Regions from separate parts of the Oryzias latipes genome. Here region 1 is linked to region 2. A link is a contact called in public Hi-C data. All regions are on one chromosome and are shown on one strand. The core of a region is the stretch at or near the end of the contact, and the rest is flanking DNA. Distances in the headings are between cores, read along the strand shown. Region 1 has its middle 6.3 kb from the start of mir19b-2. Region 2 holds the start of LOC101160248 (bromodomain-containing protein 8).

The links. A called contact is a pair of places that touch in the nucleus more often than the background predicts.
Region 1: a Hi-C map of embryo shows a contact between it and region 2, with 2.0 times the contacts expected there. The contact joins the enhancer-like site here to the promoter of LOC101160248 in region 2. A contact is called at or near these places in 2 of 5 Hi-C or Micro-C datasets (embryo and fibroblasts).

The regions. Positions count from the first base shown.
Region 1 is chr10:26,592,614-26,597,731 of ASM223467v1, reverse strand. No RefSeq gene overlaps it. Among protein-coding and RNA genes, the nearest start is that of mir19b-2, 6.3 kb to the left of the region's middle. Within about 2 kb of position 3,746, at least 3 of the 8 cell types and tissues checked have an H3K27ac peak or open chromatin away from gene starts, as enhancers often do. A contact at or near this core is called in embryo, where this site is marked.
Region 2 is chr10:26,393,600-26,398,342 of ASM223467v1, reverse strand. It overlaps LOC101160248 (bromodomain-containing protein 8), which reads left to right and starts at 3,381. Exons shown (of 18, transcript XM_011480511.2): 1 at 3,381-3,462; 2 at 4,105-4,201. The coding sequence starts at 3,444. LOC101160491 (glypican-6) reads left to right here. Exons shown (of 9, transcript XM_004073642.3): 9 at 1-2,017.

The sequences.
Region 1 (5,118 bases), core at 2,497-4,996, 200 kb before region 2:
ATAGACTGTTTTGATCATGTTTGAGTTTTTTGAGTTCACTGCAAAAACAGACTGCTTGCAAATGGGTCAAAAACTTTTACCTTATTGGCAGATTTTCTTTGAATAAGATAAGAAATCTGCCAAAGGCATCAGAGAAATGCTCCAACCAAAGATTTTGAATTCAAGAAAATAATCTTTTCTCAAACTAGGATTATTTTGCTCTTGAAAAAACTTTCTTGAGATTACGCAAGATGGAAAATACGACAATATATCTTGAAACAAACGTCTTTTTACTTTAAGTTTAGGTTTTTGCAGTGCATCGTGCTCTTATTTCACAGATCTGTCAGTATCCTGACAGATCTGTGCATCCCGACTCTCTTCTGTTTCTGCTTTTCTCTGATTGCTTTTATCAAAACAACAATCACATTTCTTAAAGTCCCAGCACTCCTGATTCCTTAAAAGACTAAAAATTGCAGACATTTTTCATATATTCTCATCAGGAATATCCATGTCACTGCTAACTATTGGGCACTTGCAAATATTTCAAACCTTGTTTTTAGACGTTTGACCGGGCTTTCTGATGTTTGAAGTCATCTTTGCTCTACAACTTTTCAAGCTTTTCTCAAAATCAGCACAGTTGAGATGTTTTGTTTTGCCTCATTAAGAACTAAGATAATGAGATTAAAATGTGCCAAATCTTTTTGCTTAAGACAAAACTAATTTAAGACCCAAATAAACTCAAACTTCTTGATTTAAGAATATAAGATATGTAATAACATCAGTTTGGGAACCAAGATTTAGATTTACATTCTAAGAATAAGGTTTAGATTTTATGAGGATTTCTTCAGATGGGCCAACTGTTACTATAATGGTTTCCTTCACATTCCTTCTTTTACATTTTGTTCTAAAATGAGCCATTTCCTCTTTTTACACTAGTTTTTTGTCACTGTAATCAAAACGAGCTGCAATTATGTGCATATAATTTCAAAAAATACAACCAATTTGCTTTAAACTAGCATAAAATCCTTCTTTTTGGGCTTTAGAACATTCAATTTTAAGTAATTCTATCCAACAGTTAGCTTTTAGTTTATTTTTCTCCTTTTTGAGGATTTCTAGATTTTGATACCTTACTATAAGATTTGATTTGTAGTAGTAGTAGTAGTAGTAGTAGTCTTTTTTATTTTGGACTAGTGAAACAAATGTAAAATAACAGAATAAGACAAGAACGAGACAAAACTTACAAAAACAAGAAAAAGACAAGTAAATTGTACAAAACAAAACAAAACAAAATGATATAAACACCAGTCCAAAAGGGAGTGAGAAGAAGAAAAATCTTATAAACTCTCACCCCCCTTTACCCTAAGCCCTTACTTTCCCACCATCAGAGTCCAGTGCCCTACCCAAGTGTATATGTACATATATACATGTAATTTTCATTTCCAAACAACATACAAATGAATAACAAAACGTATTGTCAAAGTATGCAGATTTATAAATGCTGACATTCTGTATTTTTTTGTATTTGCACATATTTATCCATGATCATCTTCCTGTATCTATATTTAAATTCTTTTATGTTTGGACATTGTTTCAAGCATTTACTGGTACTGTTCCACAACTTCACTCCACAAATTGAAACACAGAATCTCTTTTTATTTGTACGTGCTTTATGTATGACAAATGTATCTTTTTCCCTAAAATTGTATTTTTCCTCTTTTGTAATAAATAACCTTTGGATATTTGTGGGTAATAAGTTGTTTTTGGCCTTGAATATTATTTGAGCGGTACAATACTCTACTAGATCGTAAAATTTGAGTAATTTTGATTCTATGAATAATATATTTGTGTGCTCAAGGTAACTGACTTTGTGTATGATTCGTATTGCTCTCTTCTGAAGTATTGAAAGTGAATGTAACGTTGTTTTATAGTTGTTCCCCCAAACCTCTACACAATAAGAAAAATATGGTAAAACTAATGTACAGTATAACATGTGGAGTGATTTGTGGTCCAGAACCAGTTTAGCTTTATTTAAGACAGAAATACTTCTGGATAGTTTAGCTTGTATGTAGCTAATATGTGCTTTCCAGGTAAGTTTGTCATCAATTATGACCCCAAGAAATTTATTTTCATAAATTCTTTCAAGTTTCACCCCATTTATGTGCATGTCAATGTTAATATTGTTACCCTTATGGTGACCAAATAACATCATTTTTGTTTTACTTAAATTTAGTGAAAGCTTATTTACATCAAACCACAGCTTCAGTTTTCCATCTCCTTCTTAACAATTTCAATGAGTTGCTGCAGATCATCCCCATCACAAAACACATTAGTATCATCAGCAAATAGAACTAGCCGTAATTTGTTAGAAACCTGAAATAAATCATTTTTATATAAAATAAACAATATTGGTCCCAGAACCGACCCCTGAGGGACACCACAAACAATGTCCAAACATTGGGAACAAGCACGTTCAACCTTTACAAACTGCTTTCTGTTGCTCAAATAGCTTCTGTTCCAGTCTAGCACTAACCCCCTAATACCATACCGATCCAATTTATGAATTAATATACAGTGGTTAATTGTGTCGAAAGCTTTTTTTAAGTCAATAAATACCCCGATTACATGTTTTTTATTATCAATAGCATTTGTTATATTTTCTATTACATTCATCAGGGCCAGTGATGTTGATCGATTTGACCTGAACCCATACTGTCCTTCGTCCAGTATCTTGTGCTTTTCGATGAAAGAGTTTAATCGGGTTATGAACATTTTTTCCAAAATCTTTGATAACTGCGGTAACATAGAAACTGGCCTATAGTTTGTGAAGTGATGCTTGTTCCCGGTTTTGTACAATGGTATAACTTTTGCAATTTTCATTTGATTAGGAAATGAACCTGTTTGGAATGATAAATTGAAGATATATTCTAACGGTTTCAGAATTCCACTGATTACTGATTACTTATTTGTTCAATAAAAAAATGATTTACTGCATAGACAGATCATTTTACTCCTTTTTGGTGATCTTCTCAAGGTTGGTGCTCTTTTCCTATTTCAGGCAGTCTAGATTTGTTTCCTTACCATAAGTTATAGATTCTTTTGAGGTTTTATTAAGATGGGCCACCTTGTACTGACAGCGTTGTTCTCATTTTGATCACATTTTGTGGTCTTGAATTTGAATCAAAGCACCTGGATTTAAAATTCTCTCCATCAGACTGATGGATGAGCGGTGAAACCTTTCATGGGAGGAGATTTTAGGTCCAGTTGCGATGACTATCCAAGGAGAATGAGAACCTTCATCGTTTATTAAAATTACTAGCTGCATGGACAGTTTGTTTTACGATTTTTTTCTTAAGGTTGGTTTCCTTGACATTTTTAGGCTACCTGAAGGTGCATTTAGTGCCACATCTTTGCTCTGAAGTGTTTTCAACTTTGCGCTTGGTGAATTTGTCATGTAAACAGGGAACTGAGGGATTTGTGCTGCGTGATGAGTTCTCTGCAGAGGCCTCCAGCAGATGAAAGATTGATGAAATCACACGGAGAATGGTTAGCTCGGATCAGTGCGGAGCATCGTGTGGGAGAGGTGGCTGATTCAGGAAGAAGTCCGCTGGAAGCCAGAACCGAATTCTAATAATGCCGCATGCAAGCGCCAAAAGTTTCTCTCCTTGCATCAGTGAGAACAGAAAGAGGTGAGCAGCGTGCAGCGTGCAGCGAGCCGACATCACAGATGAGATCTGCAGAAACACGATCCACAGCAGCTGTGGGAGTAGCTACCACGCATGCCTTTGTTGTGACTTGCTGTGGGGGTTTGGAGTGGTTGGAGGTGAGATGGAGGCAGTTCCCTCCAATCGTGGCACGGTGCAAAATAAATAAATAAATAGAGGAGGATGAACAGTGCAGAATAAATAGCCCTGGACAGTGGTGGGTCTCTGACAGTCCTCAGATGCGAGGGGAGGAGCGTCTCTGAAGGGGAGAGTGGTAGGAGTTTGCTGGAGGCCGAGTTGACAGATGCCACAGATTTCAGCAGGAAATCCCAACCCAGAGCTGCTCGAAATGACTCTCCTTCCCCTCCTTCCTTCCTCCTTTATGTCCTGTTTTTATAAACACAAACAACCATATGTGAGCTGATGACGGATTCAGGGGGGTATTCCAGAAAGCAGGTTATGCTAGTTACCACGGTAAGTTTAAGGGTTAAGGAAGTTGATAACCTCAGCTTTCGGTTCCAGAAATGGAGGTATGTTTCAGGGTATGTCAAGTTGCCATAGCAACTCATGCTCTGAACATAACCTGGTCTGGAGCTTAATTATTTGCTTAATTTGCTTAATTATTTGCTTCAGTTAAGATGAATCAATTCTTTTTAGTTAAGTCAGCTTAAAAATAACACGTAGTTGTCAGACATTTATTTTACTTTTTATTTAAATTAATTCAATTAAGTAGGTGTAACTTTGGTGCTGCTGTTAGATCGGCACCGCAAGGGATTGTGGGATACCATTCCCTTTGCCTGTCTGGACAGATTTGGGTTTAAGTGTGGATTTTTGACCAAATATGTTATGTTTTTTAGCTGTTTTACTGTGTTTTGTCTAGTTATTTGTCCTGTTATGTTTTATTCTTCTGCACCATGAGTAAGAGGGAGGAAGAGGAGGATGATGAGTTTATATAGCAGCCCTACAGCACAATACATTCTTAAAGTCAAAGAAATGGCACATGATTTCATGCTGCAAATTCACATTGTTTTAATCATTTTATTATCATAAAATGAGAATATCTGCAGGCTCAAACTTAGACATATGAGAGTTAAAGAAGTACAATTAATTAATATGGAAAAACAGTTAACTGAATTGGAGTACTATGACATTTAGTTAGATAAATATGTAAATTTGAGTTGTGATGATCGGTGGAGACAGTAAAAGGGGCGGGACTTTTCCAACAACGTCTGAAGCTATGGCTAAATTGCGGTACCGTCATTCTTATCAAAGAGTCTTTAATAGAATCAAATAAACACAAAGAAAAAAGTATTTTATGATCTTTCATATTCACAACTACTCAGCGTTTTATCAGGGCCTGTTTGGATGAACACAGAGCTGATATCCTGGAGATGGAAAATGTTGTTTGGTCAGTGAATGTGTAATTTCCCACGGCACA
Region 2 (4,743 bases), core at 2,132-4,631:
CAAAGACTGCCTTCAGGACCTCAGACTGTCCGCTGTTTGGGGGGGTGGGATTCGTCTTGATATTACAATAACTTCACTATTAACTATTTGTATGTTTTTAAGGACATTGGTGTACAGCAGCACAGTTTTCTTCCCAAGAATCATCGGATCATTTAGCTCCCTTTAGTTTCACTTTGCAGCATTTCCGACCTAAAATGACCTTCCTATTCTTGCAGTTGAATCTCCCGATACATTTTGTGCCTTCTTCAGAGCTCAGCGCTTGATGACGCGTTCGGAAAGATGTCTGGTGGAACGGGGTGTGCTGGTCGTCATATTCCTGAGGATATTTTAGGCAATGATGCAACATTTTCAGTGGATGAATCCCTGTAGACCTTTAAAAAAAAAAACAGTCCAAATCTGTAACACCTACTGTGTTCGCTTTGGCTGTCTTAGCTTTTTTTAAAGGTGGAATTGAAGAGCTGAGGTTTTGTCTGACCCAAAGATCTTTCCTTTTTGGTTCTTGCACCCGCTACGACCGTAACAACCACCTAACCTTTTAACGTCTTCAGTAGTGAAACAATACCTCGTTCTTGGATTCGATGCGAACTCTGAGTTGAAGGTGTCTGATAGTTGGATGCGTGGCTCCCCCTGGAAGAAGAAGGCGTCATCGTTGGGTCTCAGACGCCCCTCGCCGCCGCTGAATGGCTGCGTTCAGCACAGACTGCACGGCGTAGACTGTGGAGAGAAGATGGATGTCCAGAGCATTTCACGTACGAAACCAGAGGAGAAAAACAAAGTGTTTTGTTTGAGAGATCAAAGTCTATTTTGATACAGGGTTCTATGTTGAGGAGATGTGATTGTTTGTCTATTTTTGGTATGAAGATATATATTTGGTACTACAGGCAGACTGTACTGCTTGTCTGAGAGGATGGAAGAGGACAGAGTGCACAGTTTTACCCTCCCCTCCTTGTCTTGCCTCTGAAATAGCCTAAGTAGTACAAACAGGCAGGAATGTGTTCTCACCCTTTAAGGTGGAATCTTGAGGTTCCGTCACAGTTGCGTTCCTCCCGTTCGGTTGAGTGTTTTGTCCCGCTTTTTTAAGGATTTAGTCTGCACAGATTCCCTGAAAGTTCAGCATCCTCCAGTTTGATAATCAGGTCTGTGAGTCGACCGTTTCTACCCTAAACCGATGCTGCCTCCTGTAGCTTTTGTACAGTAACTTATGTCTGTATTTGAATGTCATTGCAACATGTTTTCCCACCCAAATACAGCGCTATAGCATGCGTACAGCTGGAAAAGGAACACTTGGCTCTCTGAGTAATTTATTAGACGCTCACATGAGGAAAAGAAATCCTGTTCAAGTGTAAACTCGAATCAAACCTCTTTGGTTTGAAGCGAGCGCCGTTAGGTTTTAAAGACACCTCCCGTTTTTATTAAGGTTCAGAGTTTGAAGGATTTGAAGAAAACATCTATGCATTAAAAGCCCTGAAGCCTTAAACGAAAAGCAGCGCTTCCACTTCAGACGGGAACTCTGTTTTTGTAACCCGTAAACATTTCTGCATGGGCTTGTGCACGTGTGTTGGAGCTCCGAAGAAGCAATCTCAGAGCTGGGGTGGGTGAAGGGGGGGATGTTAGGTTTATTGGTTTTGGGTGGCGATGGTTGAATGTCGGCGCTTGCAGGCCCCGGGGCGGCGAGCGAACCCGGCTGGCAGGAGCTGCTGGACGGTCATGTGACTTAAAAGTTAGGTTAGGTTCGGCAGGTGTTGGAAGCTTTGCCTTTGGCCCCTCGAGAACAGAAAAGGACTCGCTCTGAAGAAACGAATGACTGAAAAGGAGTGAAAGAAGTGTAAATACAGAGCAGCCGGGTTTAGATGTCTCTAAAAGAGGCCTTAACAGTACACCAGATTTTTACATGTCAGAGTATCTCCTAAATGTTATCAAAAAACACACAAGATAGATGTTAAATTGTAAGAAAAAAATGTATATTAAACATCATTTCTTAGTCTTGTGGAAATAAAGACTGCCAATATTTAAATGACTGAGTCTGTTTGTTTATTTTTGCTTCTTTTGGGTTCATGTCACCTGAAAATGGAAAAAAAATGTGAACATAAATAATCACAAAACTAATAAAGGCTTACGTTTGCATGATCCTGGTTTATAAGCCCCTCAGACTGATGTGTTTTGACAGTCATCTACCTAAACTTTATTTTGGTGTTGATCATGGCCAAAACGCTGTCATTGAATGAAGCCTGCAGCATCCAGAGCTCGTCTATGCAGACTGCTCCCTCCAGCTGTTGCATGGAACGAATACAGAGGCCTTTTAATTTGAAAACCAACAGGAAGTTGATCATTTGGAGGGAAAAAAAGACACAAAGATTAAAGTGTTTATTTCTCTAAACGGCAAATTTTATGACTTGGAGGAGATGGAATAGAAGAATTGGTAAAATTCTTTAAAAATTTGAATACTGTGGAAAAAAGTTGAGTATTGGAGGCTCTTTGGGCTTATTTAATCAGTAACTCCAAACCCCTGCAAAGGTTTGTTTTACCTTTTGGAATGGTCTAACGGTCTCGGTCTAACAGTACCGGTCACATAATCACAGTGAAGACTGCAAACTGCTGTTTTCCGATGATTGCAGCCTGTTTGTGATGATTTTATTGACCTGTGTGAATGAAAACAATGAGCTGTGCAGTCAGTCACACTGCAAGACATGAAACGTGGGTGTTATTGTAAGAATTCACATTGATGTATTAGATAAAATAATAAAAAGAAAAAAACTTCTCATCTGGACCTTTGAGTTCTGATGTGGCCCCATAGTGAATGAGGTTAGACTAGAGAAGGGAAAGTATTTGAGCTCACATGTTGATAGTGGAAGGGATGTTAAGAAAGGAGGAGGCTGGATGTTCCTGGTGAGTGTTTGTTTTTACAAACTGGTAACTTTGGCAGAGCTGTGGACCTACATGAAGGCAGCAGAAAGCCTGCAGTTCAGCTGATCCAGTCTGTCGCACGGCATCCCTCTTTCATCATTCGCTTAATTTTCTGTAAGCATTCTTTGAACTTCCAGCTTGTTTAGCAGGGATATTGGGGCTTCCCCTCCTTGTGAAAAGTGTTGACTATCTAATGGACATTTGTTAAGACAAAAGTCTTCACCGTGATTTTTTAGCTATTCATCTAGACTTTTAGGACCATTTAAAGGTCCAGGAAAACTTTTGCAGGTGTTAAGACCTGATAATACTGTTTAGTTGTTTTACAATATAGTATTATAATTTTTGTAGAATGATGAATGGAAATCAGATTTTTTTTTATGAAATCGATCTTTTATATAGTAATAAAGTTCAAATATTAACATTAACATTTAATACAAAAGAATCTATTAACTTTAGTTCCGCTCTGTCCGTGCCGTTTGTGGGCGTGTACCGTGCCCTGTGCACCATTGAAATCGGTCCGGTGGCCAGTCACAAAAACTATGGCGAGCGGTATCGGCAGTGAGTAAACCTTAGCTTTTATTTGCATTTTATAATGTATTTAAAACATGCAATTATTTAAAATCTTTATATTCTATTTTCTTTAAAAAAATAAAGACAGAAAACATTTTCTTTTTGGCCTAAAAAGCGTTTCTGTGTTGGTAAAAAGTGTGTGTCTCGCGAATTTGTCCCCCTATGAAAACACCGAGGCTAACATAAATAGCAATAACAGTAAAAGCTTTTGTAAATTTTGCTTTTAACAAGGTAGTTATTTGCAATGTATTTTTAAATTATTTTGTGTTTACAAATTCTACTAAATATTATCATACATTTCCGAAGCAAAATGCATTGTTTGTATTCTTAAATAGACAGTTTTACAACGAAACAAGCTAACACAATGCTAACGTTAGCAATTCACACCGCAAGGAAAACCTACTAGTCTAAATATAAAAAGAATAATTCTAAAAATCCATTAATGCATTTGCTATGAAAACTTTCCGTTTTTATTCGTAAATAAATATTTTTTTTGCCCACTTAAGTAGGCATGTGACTAAAATGTGTAATTCATTGGATTGCCCAGATCAAGTGTGTGAGCTTACTGTTATTGTTTATGTTAGGAGGAGGAACAAAAGTTTTGTGTTTTTTATGCCTTTTCTCACATAGAACACAAGATGCTGACTGTCGGACCGACAGAACCATGGTCGGTTAGAGAGAAGCTGTGTCTGGCATCGTCGGTTATGAGGAGCGGAGACCAAAACTGGTAACTTTTGCAAAGGCTATGTGTGTAAATGTTCTCTAAAGCTCAACAGCACTTGGTTCAGCAAGTTTGTGACACAATATCTATTCGCACCAACAATGTTTCATGGCAATACATCTACTATCCTTTTGAAGGGCTGTTTATTAATTTTTGAATGGGGAAGAGTTTGACAGAAACGGGCACACTTGGGATGTACAGCAGAGCGGAGAATGTACAGAATTTCCAGCATCCAGGAGGAACCAAGCAGTTGTTGATGCGTGGGGGTCTTCCCAAAAGCAAAATTGCATTTCCTATTTATTAAATAGAAAAAGATTTCAAATTGCCAGGAGGGGTTTTATTTTTATTTTTTGTGTAAACTCAAATTTCAATTATCTAACACACTCACTTCATAAGAGTCGATGACATTAGTTTGGTGTTTGCAAAGCAGTCTTTGCAAATGTCTTAGTGGTGTCACCAATTCAACATTAAGCAACTTTGGAGCGGTTAAATCATTTTTTTGATCGTCATATTTTACATGTTTCTGCATACATATGTGATTGGAAATA